2 separate regions of the Mus musculus genome follow, and region 2 is linked to region 1. Evidence: chromatin contacts called from public HiChIP or PLAC-seq data. All regions are on one chromosome and are shown on one strand. Each heading gives the region's core, a stretch centred on a gene start, on an enhancer-like site or on the middle of the called end of the contact. The rest is flanking DNA. Distances are from core to core; before and after follow the strand shown. Region 1 overlaps Gm26843 (a long non-coding RNA gene). Region 2 overlaps Gnao1 (guanine nucleotide binding protein, alpha O).

What was found. HiChIP or PLAC-seq counts read pairs in DNA pulled down with a chosen protein or histone mark.
Region 2: a PDX1 HiChIP or PLAC-seq map of a beta-TC-6 cell line shows a contact between it and region 1, with 10 times the contacts expected there. The contact joins two enhancer-like sites. A contact is called at or near these places in 2 of 484 Hi-C or Micro-C datasets (nephron progenitors and pancreatic cancer cells) and 2 of 115 datasets of contacts at active chromatin or transcription factors (a beta-TC-6 cell line and large pre-B cells).

What each region holds. Positions count from the first base shown.
Region 1 is chr8:93,711,195-93,715,723 of GRCm38.p6, reverse strand. The region is part of intron 1 of Gm26843 (a long non-coding RNA gene); the gene reads left to right. It overlaps Gm30606 (predicted gene, 30606), which reads left to right. Exons shown (of 3, transcript NR_154559.1): 2 at 3,345-3,409. Among named protein-coding and RNA genes, the nearest start is that of Gm30606, 6.5 kb to the left of the region's middle. Within about 2 kb of position 2,208, at least 8 of the 459 cell types and tissues checked have an H3K27ac peak or open chromatin away from gene starts, as enhancers often do.
Region 2 is chr8:93,842,582-93,847,162 of GRCm38.p6, reverse strand. The region is part of intron 2 of Gnao1 (guanine nucleotide binding protein, alpha O); the gene reads right to left. Among named protein-coding and RNA genes, the nearest start is that of 4930488L21Rik, 31 kb to the right of the region's middle. Within about 2 kb of position 3,057, at least 18 of the 459 cell types and tissues checked have an H3K27ac peak or open chromatin away from gene starts, as enhancers often do.

The DNA of each region.
Region 1 (4,529 bases), core at 959-3,458:
TGCACGCCACTTCACACTCTGTGAGTTCGTATGAGCTTTGCTCATGTTGATTTTGAGGGTCATGTTTTCTCGGTGGCTTCCATCCTCTCTGGCTCTTACATTCTTTCTGTCCCCCTTTCCCCTCTTTCACGGGGCTCCCTGAGCTCTGAGGGGAGGGATTTGATGGAGACACCCCATTTAAGGCCGAGTGTTCCAAAGACCTGACGTTTTATTTGGACCCACATTCCTTTGGCTTGAAGACATTCGCTTCACGTACGTACGTTGATGCTGCGGTCTGCTGGCTGCTTCAGGATTGCAAGCTTCTCTCCTGAACGACGACATTTTCATTGTCCACTGAAACTACATTGACACCTTTTCCTTTCAGAGTTAAACAATGTCACTGATTGTCTTGTCACTTACATTATTTATGGTATTTCATCTTTTCCCTTGGCTGCTGCTGCAGCTTTGAAGTTTTTTTTTTCCCCTTTCTGATTAGTGTCTGGTACCGCATTTATGCCATGTGCTGATGCTATATGGTGTGGCGATGTCGTTGTCTTTATATTTAACCTCCTTAATGTTGAGTGAACTGGGATCTGTGAATATGTAGCACTCGAGTTTGTAAAAATTTCCAGACACTATTTCTTCAAAAAATATATCTCCCTCCCTCCCTTCTTCTGAGACTCCAATTCCATGTTAGACTGTTTGGTATTCTCTAAGGTCCCTTGACTTTAGACAGTTTGCTATTATTAAACAACCCCACGCTTTAAGGGTTGGGTTTTCTAGGGTCTTTGTGATGGTCCACTTGTGAACCCACCTTTGGGTGCTCCTATGAGGGCATTTCCAGAGATAATTAGATCATGAGTACTCTGAAATAACGAATTAGCTAATTCCTTGATGCCATCATAATATGGTGACACTCCAGGAAGGTGGTGAAGGCTAGGAAGTGGGGCTACTTGGAGGAAGCAGGTGACTGTGGGACTGTTTGCTATAGTTTTCTGTCTCACTCTGCTTCTCACGAAGAACAACCTCTGTAACACACGCCATAGTAGTCTGATGAAGTTTATGGGGCCGAATAACCATGCACTGAATTCTCCGGAATGGGGGGCCAAAATAGGTCTTTCCTCATTGTAGATTGCTTATGTCAGATACTCTACCAGAATTCGAGACAGGAACGTAATAATGTTTTTAGTGAATTCCCTGGGTGTTTTGCAAGTTTTCTTCCTTCTGGATGGTTATTAACAGGAATGTCTCCCAGGCGCATGTAGGATCTATTCGTTCGTCAGCTCATGGACCGCTGGTAAATGTTCTTTGGTAGTTGCTCTCTAGGTAGTCGTGGTGTACAGATATCAAAAGATACAGGGTCACCCGGCGACCTAGCAGATGCTTTCTCCTTGAAGCTCTTTGTTTTGTATTCCTGTGCCTCAAACTCCAGCCACTACGCTCCCCTTTAGCTTTGATCCACATTTCTTCAGCTCAGGAGGCCCCATCCTCTGCATGTATTCCTCATTCCTATTTTGGGGTCTGATGCAAGGTTAGAAGTAGAAACCCAGGGACTCGTTTAAATTATTTTCTAGTGCCTAAAAACAATTATTTCATAAAATTTTGCAGTACTGGATATATACAACTTTTAGTGACAAAGGTAGTTGGTTCCCTTAATTCCATCACAGCCAGAGTTTGTTTCAGGAATCACTTTTAAGGTAAATTGTTATGGTTGTCATAGAGTTAACAAGGGCTGGACCAAAGCAAGATAGAGAAACCACATGAGTCTGCTCATCTGCAATGTTTATAGGATAGACTATGATATTGAAGCAGGAGTTCTTTTAGGTATCAAAGCCCTAGAGATGCTAGACCAATCATTTTGGAGAACTTCACAGCTGAAAGGTTGGCAAAGGAGATTCAGAGAGTTCCTGAGCCAATACTGTGACAGGAGCAAGAGCACTTGAACTAAGAAAAGATAAGGGTAAAAGAAAAGGCTGGTGACGGACCAACCTTCAGACTGAAAGGAAGCCTTCAGAGATGCAAAGCCAAAGAAATAGTCAGGGCTCACAGTGCCATCATGACGTCTCTTAGGTACAGGGAAATGAGACAACCACTTAGGTTTAGAGGGTATGGGAGAGAGGGAGAATCTATTCATCCATTAAATATTTTCTGTGCCTGTAGTTTACTAAGCGCTGACATGGGCACTTTCCAGTGTACTCAGTGAGAGAGAGTGTTGACACACATGCATTTCCCTGTAATTAGGGAAGAAACCAAATGGCATATGTTCCTGGGTGGTTTCCATGGCTGCGTCCTATTCTCTGTCTGCAACCTGGTGAGTTTCAGTTCCTTATCCTCAGCCTGGCTTTCCTTTCCTTATGGCCTTAATGTCTGGGGAGGGGGATCCCCTTTACCACTCCAGAAATAGAATGTGTTCATGGGGGGGGGGGAGGGTGGTGAAGGTGGATTACATCAGAAAAAAAGGCTCTAGGAGCCAAGTCAGGTTATTTCCATTCACCCTGTGGAGACAATTTACAGTCTTAGAATACTGGTTTCTGTGTCCCAGGAAGGACATTTTAGGACCAGTAGCATCTTATGACATCACTCGGGAGGATTTCCTGACTCAGGCAGGGCTGGGTAGGGTGTAGTAAAAAGTCCGTGGACCTTGTTCTTGACCGCCAAGGAATCACAGAGACAAATCCTCAGCATGCATGCTCATTAGCTATAAGAATAAGTTATTCATCTACCCAGAACCCAGATTTATTACCTGTAAAGTGGAGTTATTTTAAGAATTTGGTAGAAAGTCAAAAGAGAGATATGAAAAGGGCCGACTGCTAAACGTGGAACAGGTAGACATCGCTAGCCCTTCCTTCCGTGCTTCCTTGACCCTCACTAAATCACACAGGACTGAGGACTCTTGGTGAGGAGGGCTATGAATTAAAGAGAGCATGTGTGAAAATGCATTCTCTTCCCTCAGACTCTGTCTCTCTGTGTTTTTCTCTATCTCTGTCTCTGTCTCTCCCTCTCTGAAGTTATATCAGGGAACATGGCATTTAGAGTTGTCTACTAAAAGGCTGTTTTTTAAAAAAGATTTATTTATTTATTTCATGTATGTGAGTACACTGATACTGTCTTCAGACACACCAGAAGAGGGCATGAGATCCCTTTACAGATGGTTGTGAACCACCATGTGGTTGCTGGGAATTGAACTCAGGACCTCTGGAAGAGCAGTCAGTGCTCTTAACTGCTGAACTAGTTAAAAGCCCCACTAAAAGACTTTTGAGGAAATGAAACCCAAGACCCAAAGATGCTCTGGTAGACCTCTTTTGTTTTGTTTTGTTTTTGTTTCTAGATCTCTGTTCTAAACCACCATGTCTTTGATTCTCTAGGGCTATCTGAAGCAAGCAGTTGGGTAATTTCATCCTTTGGACCAGAGGAGAAAAATATCCCTGAGGTACCTTGTTCTTAACTGCCAAGCCCTTTACTATAGTGTCATCCCTTAATATGATGTCACCAATAGCCAATCATCTGTTACCCTGCTTCTAGGAAGTGACATTCTCAAAGGCCCAGATTTGGAAGACCAGGTGACCCAAGAGCTGCTTACTCTCTCCTTCCCCCTCTCCCCCTCCCTCTCCCCCCTCCCCTTTCTCTCCCCCTCCCGTCTCTCTCATTCGCCTCAGATTCCTGGGGTTCATCTGTTCGGTAACCCCTTTACTGACTGAAATGTAGCTTCTACCTTTTGTGAACCTGCATTCTGGCTGCTGTGTGATGACCACGAAGCCAAATCTTCTAGCCAAAAACATGGCTTATGGAACATCTAATTGATGACTGGAGGTACCGGATATTTACCCACCAATTGTTATCCCTCAGTGATTTAAAGTGGCTCTTCCCTGAACATTAATTCTGACCCACGAATGGGCTAGCCTGCTTTTGTCACTAGAGTATTCTTCTGAGCAACGAGACACAGGTATTTGAAGTAGTCTACCTCCATTAAACAGAAACTGTTGGTGATATCTAAGGCTGGCGGTACTTTTTGTGGTAACCCCCAGGTGATTTCTAAGTTAACATGTAGTTGGGGTATTTGTTGAGCATGTACTATAATGATATTCTTGGTATCATTCTACAAGTTCTGAAGACCTGGCAGTTAAAATGACAAACCAGCTTCACTTCTCAAGGTTCAGATTCTTTAAAAAAAAAAAATTTTTTTTTTTACACAACAGTAACAACCCCAGGCAGTTTCTACCAAGGCCCCAAACAGCCCAGCCCTTCTGTTTCCCATTCAGATGTTTCAGACACTTCCACAGCCCGACATCCCCTGCCTTGCTCTTCACCCAGCTTCGCTTCAGTTCTACTTATCAGCCTTGCAAGCTCGCTTGAGTGTTCTCAAACACCCCGACATGGGAAATCCTCCATACTTCTGTTTTGTGAAAGGCTTTACCACATACCTATTGGCCCTGAAATCCAAGTCTCATACTTTGTGTGTGTGTGTGTGTGTGTGTGTGTGTGTGTGTGTGTGTGTGTGTGCAATTCTTTTACCACACAGGGCCCAACAAAATAACTACTAAAGACAGAAC
Region 2 (4,581 bases), core at 1,808-4,307, 130 kb before region 1:
CCAAGCCTTGGGGAAGATCAATCAGTCCCCCCCACTTCTCCACTATCTTCTCCTCAGTAGGGGAGGTGATCAGAGTGAGAAAAGACAAAACGCTTAGCCAAAAACAAAGCTCTTTATTAATTCCTTGTTGTTGTAAGTCTTTGGGTAGGGTTTTACCCTGTGTGAGCATTGGTTCCTACTCACTCAACAGACAAGAAGGAAACAGATGATTGTGAGGGAGGGTGGCTCTTCAGCCTCCACACTGTCCTCTGTTCTATGATCTGCCTAAGCATACTAGGTAGCTACACTCTAACTAAGTGTGTACCACCTTCCTTGAGCCCCATTGCATAGGACAGGAAAGACAAGAGCCCAAAAGGAGCAGAAGTCCCCCTTGATGTGAGGGCTCAGTTTGGTGACTTTTCAAAGACTCAAAGATGAGCCTCCAAAGCATCTCTGAGAAAGTTCCCACTCCTCTAGACCTCACCCTCCAATTCCATCCCCTATGCTCCAAGTCCCTCTTAGTTTTCCCCAGATGTTCTATCTATCCAGTATACTTGTAGGGGATATGTCAGGTACTCTCCTAGGTACAGAGACACAGCAGAGGACCCAGCTGGGTACTCAAACATTTATTCAAAAAAAAGAAACCAGAAAGGACATAAGATGAATTTATGAGAGGTGGGGGAGCCTGTAGAAGTCTGCAAACACCAGAACAACAGTGATAAGCTGAAGTTTTAGACAAGTAGTTACACAGTAGCATTTGGTCAGAGATCTAAATAAAGGGAGTCTATCCCTTGGGTAAGAAAGACCTCCGGCCCACTTACCATCTTGGGTTTCAGAGGCCTTGGAGATACATTGTGAATAGGCCCTGCCTGGCTGCACAGGAGGCTGAGCCGGATCTGGAACTGGTCTAGAAAGCACTTTCATGAACGCATCCAAATGCCCCGTAATCGGCTTGCTCTATTTTTGAATTGTGCACCTCAATCTCCTCCCCTTTTCCTGTGTCTCCAAATCTTAGTTTCATGATACAGCCACAGGGTGGAGATTAACCATGGCTAGGAAATTGAGAAAGTTGACAGTCTGCTACTTTATGGTCAGGTGATGCTGCGGTGGGGGCTTCCCTATCTGTCTCTGGGCTCAGTTTTCCATCTGGGAACATTAGGTTGGATGTTCTGAAAGAGGCCTGGTTTGATACCATGGCATGACTCTAGAATAGAGTCCCAGAAGGAGGAAAAGAAAAGCTGTGAAGAAACCCATCTAAGAGTCAGTCAAAGTCTTAGAATCTCACTCTCTTGTCAAAGGGGGAACCCGGCACTGAAGCATCAACATAGAGCCCTCAGCTATCGGAACCATGGTCTTCTGGGTCGAGTCTCACTGGTCTGTTTTGCATACCACACCAGAACTCTGTCCATATGAAATCAACCACAAGGCTTATTTCAAGACGTATCAAGATGCAGTGGTGGTGCATGCCTTTAATCCCAGCACTCGGGAGGCAGAGGCAGGCGGATTTCTGAGTTTGAGGCCAGCCTGGTCTACAGAGTGAGCTCTAGGACAGCCAGGGCTACACAGAGAAACCCTGTCTCGAAAGACCAAAAAAAAAAAAAAAAAAAGATATTTCTTACTTTATGTGCTTCTCCTTACCAACTCTCAGAGTAAAGCAACAGGGCCAAGCTATAAAACCTGCTTGAGAGGTAGCCTTTTATCATTGGGTCAGGCCAGGCACTGTTTGCTAAAGGCTCCATTCACCCTGGTGCTGCCATCATCCAGGTCTGAAATAACAGATGGTCAGGCTCAGAAGTGAATGTCCTGCTTCCTCCAGACAAGCTGTGTTTGCACAGGGGACAAGTGGCATGAGATCCCACTGTGGGCAATGGAAGAAACCAGGCCGCCTACCCAGCCTGCAATGGTCTTTGCAGAGCTCACAGCAGGAGCAAGCTTTCCAAGAGGTAAACAGAAGACAGCAGCCCTAATGAAGTTTTCTGTTTTCTTTGTTGGTGTTTGTTTTTCAAGTTATTTATGCCAAGTGCTTAAACAATCAAAAGCATTATGTTTATGATAAAACGGAAGGGATCTGTTTTACCATATAAGGAGAATGCACGAAGTCACATGAAATTTTAAAAGAAAAAGGTAAGCAGATACCCAAGGAACTCAGGCAGATGTGGGTCACCCCAGTGATGAGTTCAGAGGCCCTGGCTCAACTGCCTTCCCTTTGCAGTAGGGCTTCTTGGAGGGAGAATGGGATAGCCCTAGGAGAGCAAAGAAGCTGCCTTTCTCCAACTCCACAGGCATTCCCAGTAGGCTTGCTGCCTGTCAGCCATGGCTTTAGCACATTGGAATTAGATAAAATTGAGTTTCTGGGCCATATGGGGTTTTTGTTTTGTTTTGAATCTCCAAAATACAGATAACAGAACTGATTTCGTCACTTTACCTGAAGGTCAAGTTCCATGCCTCTGTCCACCCTAGAACAGTGCCTCCTAGTTGGCTGATAGCCAACCACTGTATCTGCCTGCCCCCAACCACAGGTAAAGATAACAGGGAAGTCTTCCCCAAAAAAGCAGCTATTCCTCCAAGGATCCCGCCTCCATCTTTGGAATCCTCCATTACAAAAGTTTACTAAGTAGCATTTGTAAAGAGAAGGTTAATCCAATCACCAAGTACCTAACTAAATTCTCACTGTGTGCCAGGGATCATGGAATAGACAATCCCTGCTCTCACAGAGTGCAGAGTAGGATAAGACAGCTAGGAAACACGACACGTGTGTGTGTGTGTGTGTGTGTGTGTGTGTGTGTGTGTGTGTGGCAGGGAGACTGTCTGAAGAAAACTGCAGATCTGCTGCATTTCCTGGCCATGCTGTGCTCGACGCTTCCTGCGGCATGGCTGTCCAATCCTAGCAGGCTAAGTCGGCAGAGTGGGGGTGGAGCAGCACCGGCAGAGTCAGGAAAACCAGCGCATTTTTAATTACAGTAATTTTTGGTTAACTTCTCTATTTTCTATTTGTCTTATGCATTTTAATGTGCATAATCTAACGACACAGACAGGCAGAGGTTCAAAATCTTTCACCTAAGAGGCCCCTAGGTGGCGATGCCTGGCAAGGCCTGTTGCTCTATGGGGTTCTCTATATACTCCAGCCTGCGTGTGGCCCTGGTCCACCTGGGGACACCTTCCTCTACGGCTTCACCTGGAACCCAGACACTGTCTAGATGAGGCAAGCTGGCCTTTTCTCCCTGCCTCTGGAAAGTGCCATCAGCCTTGGCTTCCTGGTCATGCCATGCTGGGGAGAGACTTACCTGTCAGTCCTGCTATGCCACTTTGGGTAACAGAGCTAGGCACTGTCCCAGGAGAGAGTACAGGCCTCTGCTGCCCAGAGAGCCAGACTGCAGGCTCCTTTCAGACTACCTGACAGCAGCATTCGCTCAGCACCAGCCACACCCAGTGATGCTGAGATGGGCCATTATCTTCATTACTTTTACCAGAAGGTCAAAAAGCTGCCAATAGAAAAAGGCCTTCACTTGTAAGCAAAATAGTAAGGATTCAGCCAGGGAAAGAGGTGCTATGGTCTTAGTATCAGCGGGTCAGTTGTTACCACGTTGGTAACTGGCATTGGACTGGAAGAAGGCAGCTAAGCATGGCGATCAGTAACGCACAGCAAGACCCAAGGCCAGGCTCAGGCCAGAGGAGGCGGGTGCTTATGTCCTGAGATAGTGCAGGGAACAAGCCAAGGGGCAGCCCTCAGAGGCCATTAAACCCTGGCTCCTCTAGAGTGAGGGATGCTATAAATGCCTCCTGGATCGAGCAAAACCAGATTCCAGTGGTCAGGTGGAGAACAGCAGTGACCTGAGGAACTGGTGAGTGGTGGTGGCACGGCAGGGGACATTATTGAGGGAATTACACTTAGTTTTTCTTCTTCATCATCTTTTTTAAACTGTCAAACAGTCTGAGTGTGGGGTGTGGCCTTAGTCTGAGTGGCCTTAGGACATATTCTGTTATTTCTTCTCCGGTCTTAAAGCCTCACTTTCCCCTAAAACCCCTAAAGTAAGGCATAGAGCTAAAGAGGACGTGGATTCCAAGGGTCAATGTTGGGGGCAGTCAAGACCTCAACTCTGCCATTTGTGGTCGTACATACAAATGTGGCGACATTTCTTAGCCTTTTCTTCCTCAGTTTATCATCCTATAACAGCAGAAACCAAGCTCTCACGTCCTGAAAGAAATACCATTTATTGACAAAATATGCAGGTGCCCAGAACATATTAAGCAGATACTTGGGCATCAAAAGATGCATAAGTCCACACAGATCATTTTCCTCCTACTACCCCTTCCCCCTCACCACGTCTAGCTGTTTGCACCTCCATTGAGGGCACGCCGCCCATCCCAGTGCTGAGGCCAAAGACCTGGTACTGTTCTTCAAGCTTTGCTTCCACAGCCTGATACAGAGTTATGCTGGGCTGGCTCTGGCTGGCTCCAGCTGACTTGTAAGAGCAGAGTGCACGCTGTTCTTTCTTAGTCCTTTAGGAGACTGGATGGAGCCTTGGTGGGGACACAGGGAACTCTACAGACAAGGGTTTCTCTGTCAACACTGCTGACTTATCAGCAGATGATGGTCCTCTC